2 separate regions of the Arachis hypogaea genome follow, and region 2 is linked to region 1. Evidence: chromatin contacts called from public Hi-C data. All regions are on one chromosome and are shown on one strand. Each heading gives the region's core, a stretch centred on a gene start, on an enhancer-like site or on the middle of the called end of the contact. The rest is flanking DNA. Distances are from core to core; before and after follow the strand shown. Region 1 holds the start of LOC112734933. Region 2 holds the start of LOC112732282 (membrane protein PM19L).

Region 1 (4,703 bases), core at 856-3,355:
TTTTATAAAAGTTAAATAAAAAATATTAGACTAATAAGTTATTTTTGTAACCAAGTTTTTCTCACCCTCTTCAAAAATCTGCACATAACTCAATAATTTGAAATTATGTGAATAATAATTACTCAATAAGTTTTTTTTTTCACTTCTAATCACTCAATTTACGACTATAATAGCTAAAGAGAGAAATAGTTTGTCAAGAGTTAAGACAAAAATGACTAAGGAAGGCTCTGCTACGGTTTCTAAGCAAGAAGAAGACTTGGTGTAGCGTAGCACCAAAAAAGTGAAAACGCGTGCCAGCATTGATCCTAATCAACCAAGCGAGGACATGGAAGTTACTGGTCCTTGTGATGGAAATAAGTCGGAAGCTTCCAAAATCTCGTATAAGGATACGCTCCTCACCGTAGCGGGCTCTATCATTGAGGATGAGCATATTGACATGGAAGAGGTTAATGAAGACATACCGGATCCAGAGAATAGATGGTACCAAGATGCGGATAAAGACACCCATGAAGAGGAACCGTTCAATCCTTGTCCCACCATTCCTATTTCGAAGGAAGAGTTCGACGAGTGATGTAAACCATGGAGATCCTCACTCTATGTCAAGCTTTTGGGCAAAAGAGTTGGCTTAGGATTTATGGAACAACGTTTAAAGAGAGACTGGGGTAAGAAGGGCTCTATTAATGTTATTGATATGGATCGTGATTATTTTTTGGTTCACTTTGCAGATGCGGAAGACTAGTCTCATGCTTTAATGGAAGGACCTTGGATGATTGCCGGACACTATCTCATTGTGCAAAGATGGCGACCTTTTTTCTTGGAATCTGAGAAATCAGTGAAGAAAATTGCTGCCTGGATTCGGATACCAAACCTCCTTATTGAGCTCTATAACCAGAAATTTCTATGGAGAGTTGGGTCTACTATTGGTCACATGCTCAAAATTGACCGGTCAACCTCAATCCATTCTAGAGGACGCTTTGCTAGGATTTGTGTCGAAATTGATCTTGCTAAAAAACTTGTCCCTAGGATCTCGGTTCTTGGATCAGAACTCTATATTGAATATGAAGGACTGCACCAAATTTGCTTCTCCTGCGGCAAGTATGGTCACAGGTCTGATTTGTGCACTGATGAGCCGGTGGGTAAGACCGCGGGCCATGAAGCTGGCGCGGAAGGGAACACTATGGTTTCCGAAGATCCACCATCCGTCGAGACTGAGAACCAAAATGGAAAGAAGCAAGATTCTAGCGGTGGTAATCAAGGGAATCAAATTTTCCCTGATTTTGGGCCATGGATGTTAGTTAAACGTAACTTTAGGCGGAATAAGGGCATGAATAATCAAGGAAAGATTGGAGGCATGATTGGTCAAGATCTACCTAATAATCAGGAAAGAGAATATGAGGAAGATATGCCCACCAATGCTAATGGCTCACGTTTTATTACTTTGAATGAGGAAGGAATAAATTCTTTGGCTAAGAATTCCATGCAAGAGGAAGCCATTATAGCTTCAAGTGGGCCCGAGGCCTCAAAGGCCTTAATAGTGAATAATAAGAGTCAAATCATTCAAAAAAAAGTCTTACAGGTTGGTGCAGGTAAAAATCCACAAAGTGGTAAAATGGGCCCCTTTAATAAAGTTGGGCCACAAGGATCTGAAAAATGGTTAAAGCCTAATCCTAAAATGATCATCAAGAATCCTTCCTCCTCTCCTGAAGCTTCCAAGAGCATTGTCACCGTGTCTCCTACGAAGAAGTCTCGTGAAACTAATGATATAGAAGGGGTAGTGATAGAGTATATGCGAAAACTTCAAAGAGAGCAGAATGAGGCTTTTGTTGCTATGAAGCAAGTTGCTACAGGTCGTGAAGGTTTTGTGGTGAGGAATAATCCTCTACTGATGAATGCAAGCTCCTCTGACTCTCATATGGAAATAGAGGCTGTGCGGAGTCTAGGGAAAGATCTCGATAGGCCCCCAGATGAGAGTATGACTGATTCTGGTGGTAGAAAAATCAAAGAGGGGAATTTATCCATTGGTAAGCAGAATGGCAAGTTAGGGTCTCATACCCAGGTGTAACGTTGTCGCTGGTGACTCCCCTATCCTTTTTTGCTTGTTATAATGAATGTTATCTGTTGGAATTGTCGGGGTGTCGGTAGTAAATTTTTCCACTCTCTTATTAGAGACCTCAGAAAAGAATATAGTGCTAATTTCATTATTCTGTTAGAGCCTCAGATAAGTGGGTCGCGTGGCGTTCGGATTAGGAATAATATAGGGTTCGATAGCTCTTTCATTGTTGAAGCTAATGGCAGATCTGGTGGGATCTGGTGCCTCTGGGACTCTGGTACTTGGAAGATTGATGTCCTGGATCATAATAGCCAGATGGTGCATCTCAAGGTTGTTGGTGGTGACTCGACCCCCTGGCTCCTATCTGCGGTGTATGGTAGCCGCCATCGCGTTAACAGAAGAATCCTTTGGAGTAATTTGCGATCCCTGGCGGGTAATATTACCATTCCTTGGTGTTTTCTAGGTGATTTCAATGCTATGCTCCACAATTATGAACGAAGGGGAGGCTCTACTAATGTTGTTCATAGTGCTTGTTCTGATTTTCAGAGTTGTATCTCAGACTGTGGGCTTATTGATCTGGGTTTTGTGGGTTGGCCTTTTACTTGGAGAAGAGGTAACATTGTTGAGAGATTGGATAGAGGGTTGAGCAATTTGGAGTGGCAATTATCGTTCCCTGAGGGCACCGTGAGGCACTTGTCCAATTTTAATTCTGATCACTCTCTTATTTGTCTGCAACCACACACTACTTCCTTTCAAAATAGGAATCGGAGGCCTTTTCGGTTTGTTGCGGCTTGGCTGGCGCACCCGGATTTTTCAAATTTGGTTTCTAATTCCTGGGATGTCTCTTCTTCTTGGAACAGTGGTGTTATCAGCTTTAAAAATTTTTTAAAAGATTGGAATACAAATATTTTTGGGGATATTTTCAAGAGAAAAGAACACTCTTGAGAAGGCTTCAAGGTATTGCTTCCAGTTTGGCTACTAGTTTTAATCGTAATTATTTTCTGGAGAACCTTCAGAATCAGTTTTGGGAAGAATATGAGGAGGTTCTGACTCATGAAGAATTACTTTGGTTTCAAAAATCAAGATGTAAGTGGATTGAATTTAGTGACCGAAACACAAAATTTTTCCATGGCTCAACTATGGTTAGGAGAAGAAGGAATAAAGTAACTTCCCTCATTGATGATTTTGGTAATTTGATCACTGAGCCAAAGTTATTAGAAGACTTAGCTAAGAATTTTTTTGTGGATCTTTATAAGGACTCCTTGCCTGATGTTCCTTTTGTTCTCAGTAATTCATTCCCTAACGTTAGTAGTGAAGAGCTCAACCAGATCGGCAGCATGGTTTCTAATATGGAGATTAAGGAAGTTATTTTTAATATGGGAAGTTTTAAAGCACCGGGAAGAGATGGCCTCCAAGCTGTTTTTTATCAAAGTCAATGGGATCGTGTTGGAACTGATCTGTGCTCCTTGGTACAACAAATTTTTGTGGAGCCAGAGAAAGTTGGGAAAATTAATGAAACCCTTATCACCCGTATTCCTAAATCTGACTCGGTTACCAGCCTCAAGCAAATGCGCCCCATCAGTCTTTGTAATGTCACTTATAAAGTGGTTACCAAGATTATTGCTAATCGACTGCGGAAGCTCATGAACAATATTGTCCAGCCCACCCAATGTAGTTTTGTTCCAGGTAGACAAAGCTCTGACAATATTATTATTGCTCAGGAGGTGATTCATTCAATGAGAAATAAAAAAGGGTTCGAGAGGCTGGATGGCTATCAAAATTGATTTGGAGAAGGCTTATGATAGGCTCAAGTGGAGTTTTGTTGAAGACACGCTCAAGGATATTGGTTTTCCTTCTCAGATGGTTAATCTTATTCTTCATTGCATTTCTACAGCCAGAATGAGAGTTTTATGGAACGGTGAAGAACTTGATGAATTTACTCCTTCTAGAGGCATTCGTCAAGGAGACCCCATCTCCCCTTATATTTTTGTCCTCTGTATAGAAAGGCTCTCTCAGCTTATTAATGCGGCAGTTGATCATGGCTTCTGGAAACCTATTCGCCTTAAAAGGGATGGGCCTGCCTAATCTCATTTGTGTTTTGCGGATGATCTCATTCTTTTCTCAGAAGCTAGACTTGAACAAGCTGAGATTATTAACAAGTGCTTGGCAGCCTTTTGTGATAGTTCTGGTCAGAGAGTTAGCTAGGAAAAAACTAGAGTTTTCTTCTTCAAAAATGTGGGTAACAATGTGCGCGCCGAAATCAGTAGTTCTCTGCACTTCTCCAGGACGGATGATCTCGGTAAATACTTGGGGGTTCCTCTCCTACATTCCAAAGTTTCGAAGCATACTTTCAACGATATCATTAACAAGTTGAATGCGAGATTAAATTCTTGGAAGGCCTCATCCTTATCCTTAGCTGGCAGAGCGACTCTGGTGAAATCTGTTCTTTCTTCTTTACCTATTTATACTATGCAAACTGCTTTGTTACCTGTCTCTACTTGTAATGTTATTGATCGTAAATGCAGGAGTTTTCTTTGGGGTGAAACTAACAGCTCCAGAAGGATTCACCTTCTAAGCTGGGATAAAGTTTGCAAGCCTAAAAAGTCAGGAGGGTTAGGTATTCGCCACGCCAGCACTATGAACCACGCGTTCA
Region 2 (5,038 bases), core at 2,413-4,912, 200 kb before region 1:
TTTGTAATGTAGTTAGTATTTTAAATTTTATAAATAAAAGGTTTAATTACTCTGCAGGTCCCTATAGTTTCACCAAATTTTCAATTAGATCCCTATACTTTTTTTCTTTTCAATTGGGTCCTATACTTTATTTTTTTTCAATTTAGTCCCTGTTAACGTTAAACGTAAAAAAAAACAAAAACGTTAGTGAATTGTGAAATTACTTGTATACCCTTAGGGACCCAATTGAAAAGAATAAAAGTATAGGGACCTAATTGAAAATCTAATAAAACTATAAATATTCAATGAAAGATATTCGTATAATCCATATTCAATAATTCTACAACATGAAAGATATTCCTATAATCCCTTTTATTTTGTCACTATCATTCTTTTGCTTATTTATATACAAATTTTACCAAAAATACATTCTCTTTTTTTTTGACTTTTCAAATACCTTATCTTAAGAACATACAAAAAGAAAAAAGGAATGGATAAAATGAAACAGAAATAGGAATAATAAGTATATATAAAATTTAGTTTTCATCATTCAAGTATTTATTATGATCATGTAATATTTTACATTTGTGTGGATTCATAGAATGTAGTTTGTGTCTTTATCATATCATGGTATACCATAAAAAATCACAAGGTTATGTAATTTGTGTTATTGAAAATTGAAATCTAATAACAAAAATCATAGAAAACATAGTTTCAGTTAATACAGATAATCTAAAAATCAGTTCTTATATCGCAGCCTCCCACCCTCTGAACCATTCATCTTTGTGAGGTCCATTTATCTCTTCGGGAGTTCTTCGGTTACCACCATATACACCTGGTATCGAACCAATGTCTGGACTAAAAAAGTAGTGAAAATAGTTGACCCTGCTCTTCGAGGATAGTACTCAAAGAAGGATCTGGCACATATATATGGTCAAACTTCATTTCAGTCAATAATTATGATATGCTAATTAATTAGTTAATTAGAATAATATATGGTTTATACAGATAGCCCATAGAAACAATGTAAACCTGGAAGTCCTCAAGGAAAATGTCAGCAATGAAATTAATGCACTTCCTTACTTTAAATAGTTAATGCAATTATGGTTAGAATGAGAAGTGACAATGACAAATTATGGTTTTAAAGTTGAACCAATTTGTTTCCAAAATTTTGAATAAAACACTTTTATAAATAGTGCAGAGAACTCAACTTAAGGGGAAAGAACTCAACTAACTAAATGATTATATGCACACCTTTGAAAGTGAATGGATGACTGGTGTTATTGCTACTTTTACATACACAGCAGCTGTTTGGGACAATAGTGTGATTTACAAACTTAGTAAAAAGAACACCCTTAAGCTATGACATTTTGAGCAGTTGGACATGAAGCTAAAGGGCAAATCCCATATGATAGATGCATCATAGTATACATGATCAGTGGGGCAAAGATAAATGCAAAAAGCATAGCAATTTCAGCAACCACAACTATTCCAGGAATGCACCAACAAGAAAGAATGCATTGAGGGAAAATACATACTATGTACATTGAAAGTTATACACTTACCTATGTAGACAAACATGAGCTTGGCTATATAACTTCTCTGATATTGCAGCCAAGTGAGCCACATAAATTTGGAATGAACTGGCATAGCTCAGAAGATTCAATCTTGAGATACCATAAACTGGAACACATGCATATCTTAAAGTGTTCTGAACACTAACATCATAAGTAGCTGAATGAAAATTGAAAGAAAGAACAAAAATAATTCATATTCATATTCAGAAACCAATTCAGAAACAAAATTCAACATTTAAACAACGTCAAAATAAACTAATCAACAATAAAATTCACATAAACAACATCAAAGAATCCATCATGAGAAAAAAATTGGAAATAATCTAAATTAAATTATCACCTATTGTAAAGGCAGAACCGTGGACGACGAGCAGCACTTCAGGTAGAGAAACCAGCCGCGAGGGACGGAGACGCGGCGCGGCAAGGGAGGCATGGAAGCACGGAGGCACGTAGGAGCGACGCAGTGAGGGACAGAGGTGCGGCGAGCAGAATACGAGCAGTGGAGCACACTAGGCACGAGAGAACGAGCAGAATACAAGGGACGAGGCACGAGAGGGATGTCGAGAGGTGGAGGCGCGGCGAGACAGGACCGTGCGGCAGATCCGAAGAGAGCTCGGTGAAGAGGTTAGGGCTAGGGATGCGTGGGTGGGGGTGAAATGAAAAGGGTCTTTTTGGAATTTTCAAAATATAGAAGTGTGCTGAACGAGGTTTCTTATCTCAGAAAAGAGAATATTCATTTTTTACTAAGAATATTCTGTTATCTTAAACGTTTTTGTCACGGTAGGGACTTAATTGAAAAAATTTAACGTATAGAGATTCAATTGAAAAGAAAAAAAGTATAGGGACCTAATTGAAAATTCGGTGAAACTATAGGGACTTGCAGAGTAATTAAACCTAAATAAAAATAAATAATCTAACAAAAATTATTTTATAATGTGTAAAAATTAAATTTATTTTTCATGTAAATAAATTTAATTAATTATAATTTAATATAAAAATATAAATAATGTTTAATATTAATTTTTTATAATTATTTATATTAATTATAATTTAAATAACTAATATAAATAATTAATATGTTTAATTAATATAAATTATTAATTAAATAAAAATATAATGATTTAATATAATTAATTACTATAATTATTAATAAATTAATTATAATTTAATTATTTAATATAATTATTTAACAAATTGCCATATCTAAAATTACAAAATTATTTAATATAAACATATATGTAATGTAATATTGTAATATATATATATTTTTAAAAATTTGTTTAGTAATTTGCCACATGGCAAAAAATCATTGGCTAGTGAAAGTCCCTCTATAAAGGGATTCTTGACTTCGGTCCTAGTGAAGGGACTCTCTCATTTTTTTACTCCAATGGCCTTTTTCTTCCCATGTATCAAAATAGAGCCTCCCTTTATTACTATAGGAGTTGCTCTAAGAACTGAAGAACCCAATTCATATAGTTAATTTACCGAATAAAAAAAATTAATTAAAAAACAAAAATCCAAGAACTCACCGCGGCAGAGAGCACAGAAAACTAGAGTTCACGGCTGCAGAACTGATGCCCGACGACGACAATGACAGCAGAAGTGCAGAACAACTGCTTGATGACAATGAAACCTTTAAACCGTGCTTTCGACAACGACCAGAGGACCAGACCACGATGACCAGAGGACCTTCGATCCACGACGGTGAAGTTCCTTGGAGGATGACTGGAAGAGGAAATTAGGGTTGAGGGAGGCTACGTGTGAGTGGCTCTTCGGGTGGGTTAGGTCAGCTATGGGAAATGTGTTTTGTTTTTTTTTTTTTTGTTTTTGTTTTCCGAAGCGTCAAAACGACCCCGTTTTTTTGTGAATATCAAAAACCGAAACTTGTAAAAATCCAGTCAGTTCGGCCGGTTCACCGATTAACTATCAATTTGATCGATTTTTTATTAATTTTTTGTAGGACAATTTTGGAAATCAACCAGACCGACCAAGTGACAGTTCTCAATTAACTTGGTTAAACTAGCCGGTCCGATCCGGTTTTTAAAACCTTGATATTTACTCCATCTTGCCTTGAGGCATGAAGCATCATCTTTACAACCCTACAAGGGCCTTTCGTTTTATTCACAAACAGCCTTAGCAAGAAAAGAATCAAACCTTTCATTCGCTAGTCCATATATAAGCTTCCATCACCTGGTACAAAACACATGTAGCTACAACTTTTTAGGCTTCTGAAATTCTACTTAGCCCTTTAATTTTGCAGCTTTTGCCTTATCCGAAACTACATATATAAGAATAGAGAGATGGCAAACGAGCAAACAATGAAGCCGGTAGCCACGCTGCTTTTGGGGCTGAACTTCTGCATGTACGTCATAGTTTTGGGTATTGGTGGATGGGCCATGAACAGAGCTATAGATCATGGTTTTGTCATAGGTAAAGTGATTTCTATTTTTAAATAGTCAAGATAATCTCTAAAATATTGCGCATGCATATTTCAAGAGATCAAAGGTTTAAATTGATCACTGAACAATTTATGGCATTGGGTATAAATTGTTTCGTGACATATCGTGATCTAACTGACGAAAAAATCTATTTGATTTACTGTTGTATCTTTTATAATCAATTTGATGTGTCTGAAATTTTGAAAACCAAATTAAAACACATAAATTTTCAAAGACTATTTTAATTACTAACTATTTACTTTTAGGTTCTTATTTCAACTCAAAATTATATTATAGCATATTTGTCTATTGATAGATTTATTGGAAAATAATTTCACTTTTGTCAAGTAAATCAATGAACATTATGTAACATATAAGTATGTTCAAATGACATATGTATTACTACCATATTGACAAACTATAATAGAGAAGTGCATGTTAATTTATTGTACAAAATAAAACTTTAATATACGAAATTTCTTAAAAGATATTCTATATGAACTGAAAATGAGTCCAAAAACTATTTTTAAATTAGTAGATAAAATAAAGAGTTCATAAAAAATTGTTTAGAAAAAAAAGTGACTTCATCTCCTTTAAAACGTGCCCCAATTTTAAGTAAGAATATCACTGTAATTCCTTGTGTGGCTGTGATGTTTCTAATTGGAGCATAATTTAACATGATTATGTGTGTGAAATCATGATGAATGGCAGGTGCAGGACTTGAACTTCCAGCACATTTTTCACCAATACAGTTCCCAATGGGAAATGCAGCCACTGGGTTCTTTGTGACATTTGCTTTGATAGCTGGAGTTGTTGGCGTTGGATCAGTCATCTCAGGAATCAATCACATCCGATCATGGACTTCAGAGAGCTTGCCATCTGCGGCTTCCGTTGCCACCATTGCATGGACCCTCACACTTCTTGCCATGGGGTAATCTCTTAACTTCCTCATAAGAATAGAATTGAATAATAGATAAATTTGTTTATGTTGTTGCATGATATATAGTTGCTGAGTTTTATGGTATATGGTGTATGCAGCTTTGC

What was found. A called contact is a pair of places that touch in the nucleus more often than the background predicts.
Region 2: a contact with region 1 is called in a Hi-C map of an unstated tissue, with 7 times the contacts expected there. The contact joins the promoter of LOC112732282 here to the promoter of LOC112734933 in region 1. A contact is called at or near these places in 2 of 8 Hi-C or Micro-C datasets (leaf and an unstated tissue).

Annotation. Positions count from the first base shown.
Region 1 is chr13:69,819,918-69,824,620 of arahy.Tifrunner.gnm2.J5K5, reverse strand. It overlaps LOC112734933, which reads left to right and starts at 2,105. Exons shown (of 1, transcript XM_025784460.1): 1 at 2,105-2,995. The coding sequence starts at 2,105. The coding sequence ends at 2,995.
Region 2 is chr13:70,021,263-70,026,300 of arahy.Tifrunner.gnm2.J5K5, reverse strand. It overlaps LOC112732282 (membrane protein PM19L), which reads left to right and starts at 3,662. Exons shown (of 4, transcript XM_025780951.3): 1 at 3,662-3,986; 2 at 4,706-4,925; 3 at 5,033-5,038. The coding sequence starts at 3,857. It overlaps LOC112732283 (a long non-coding RNA gene), which reads right to left and starts at 2,243. Exons shown (of 3, transcript XR_003167944.3): 1 at 1,897-2,243; 2 at 1,545-1,713; 3 at 574-896.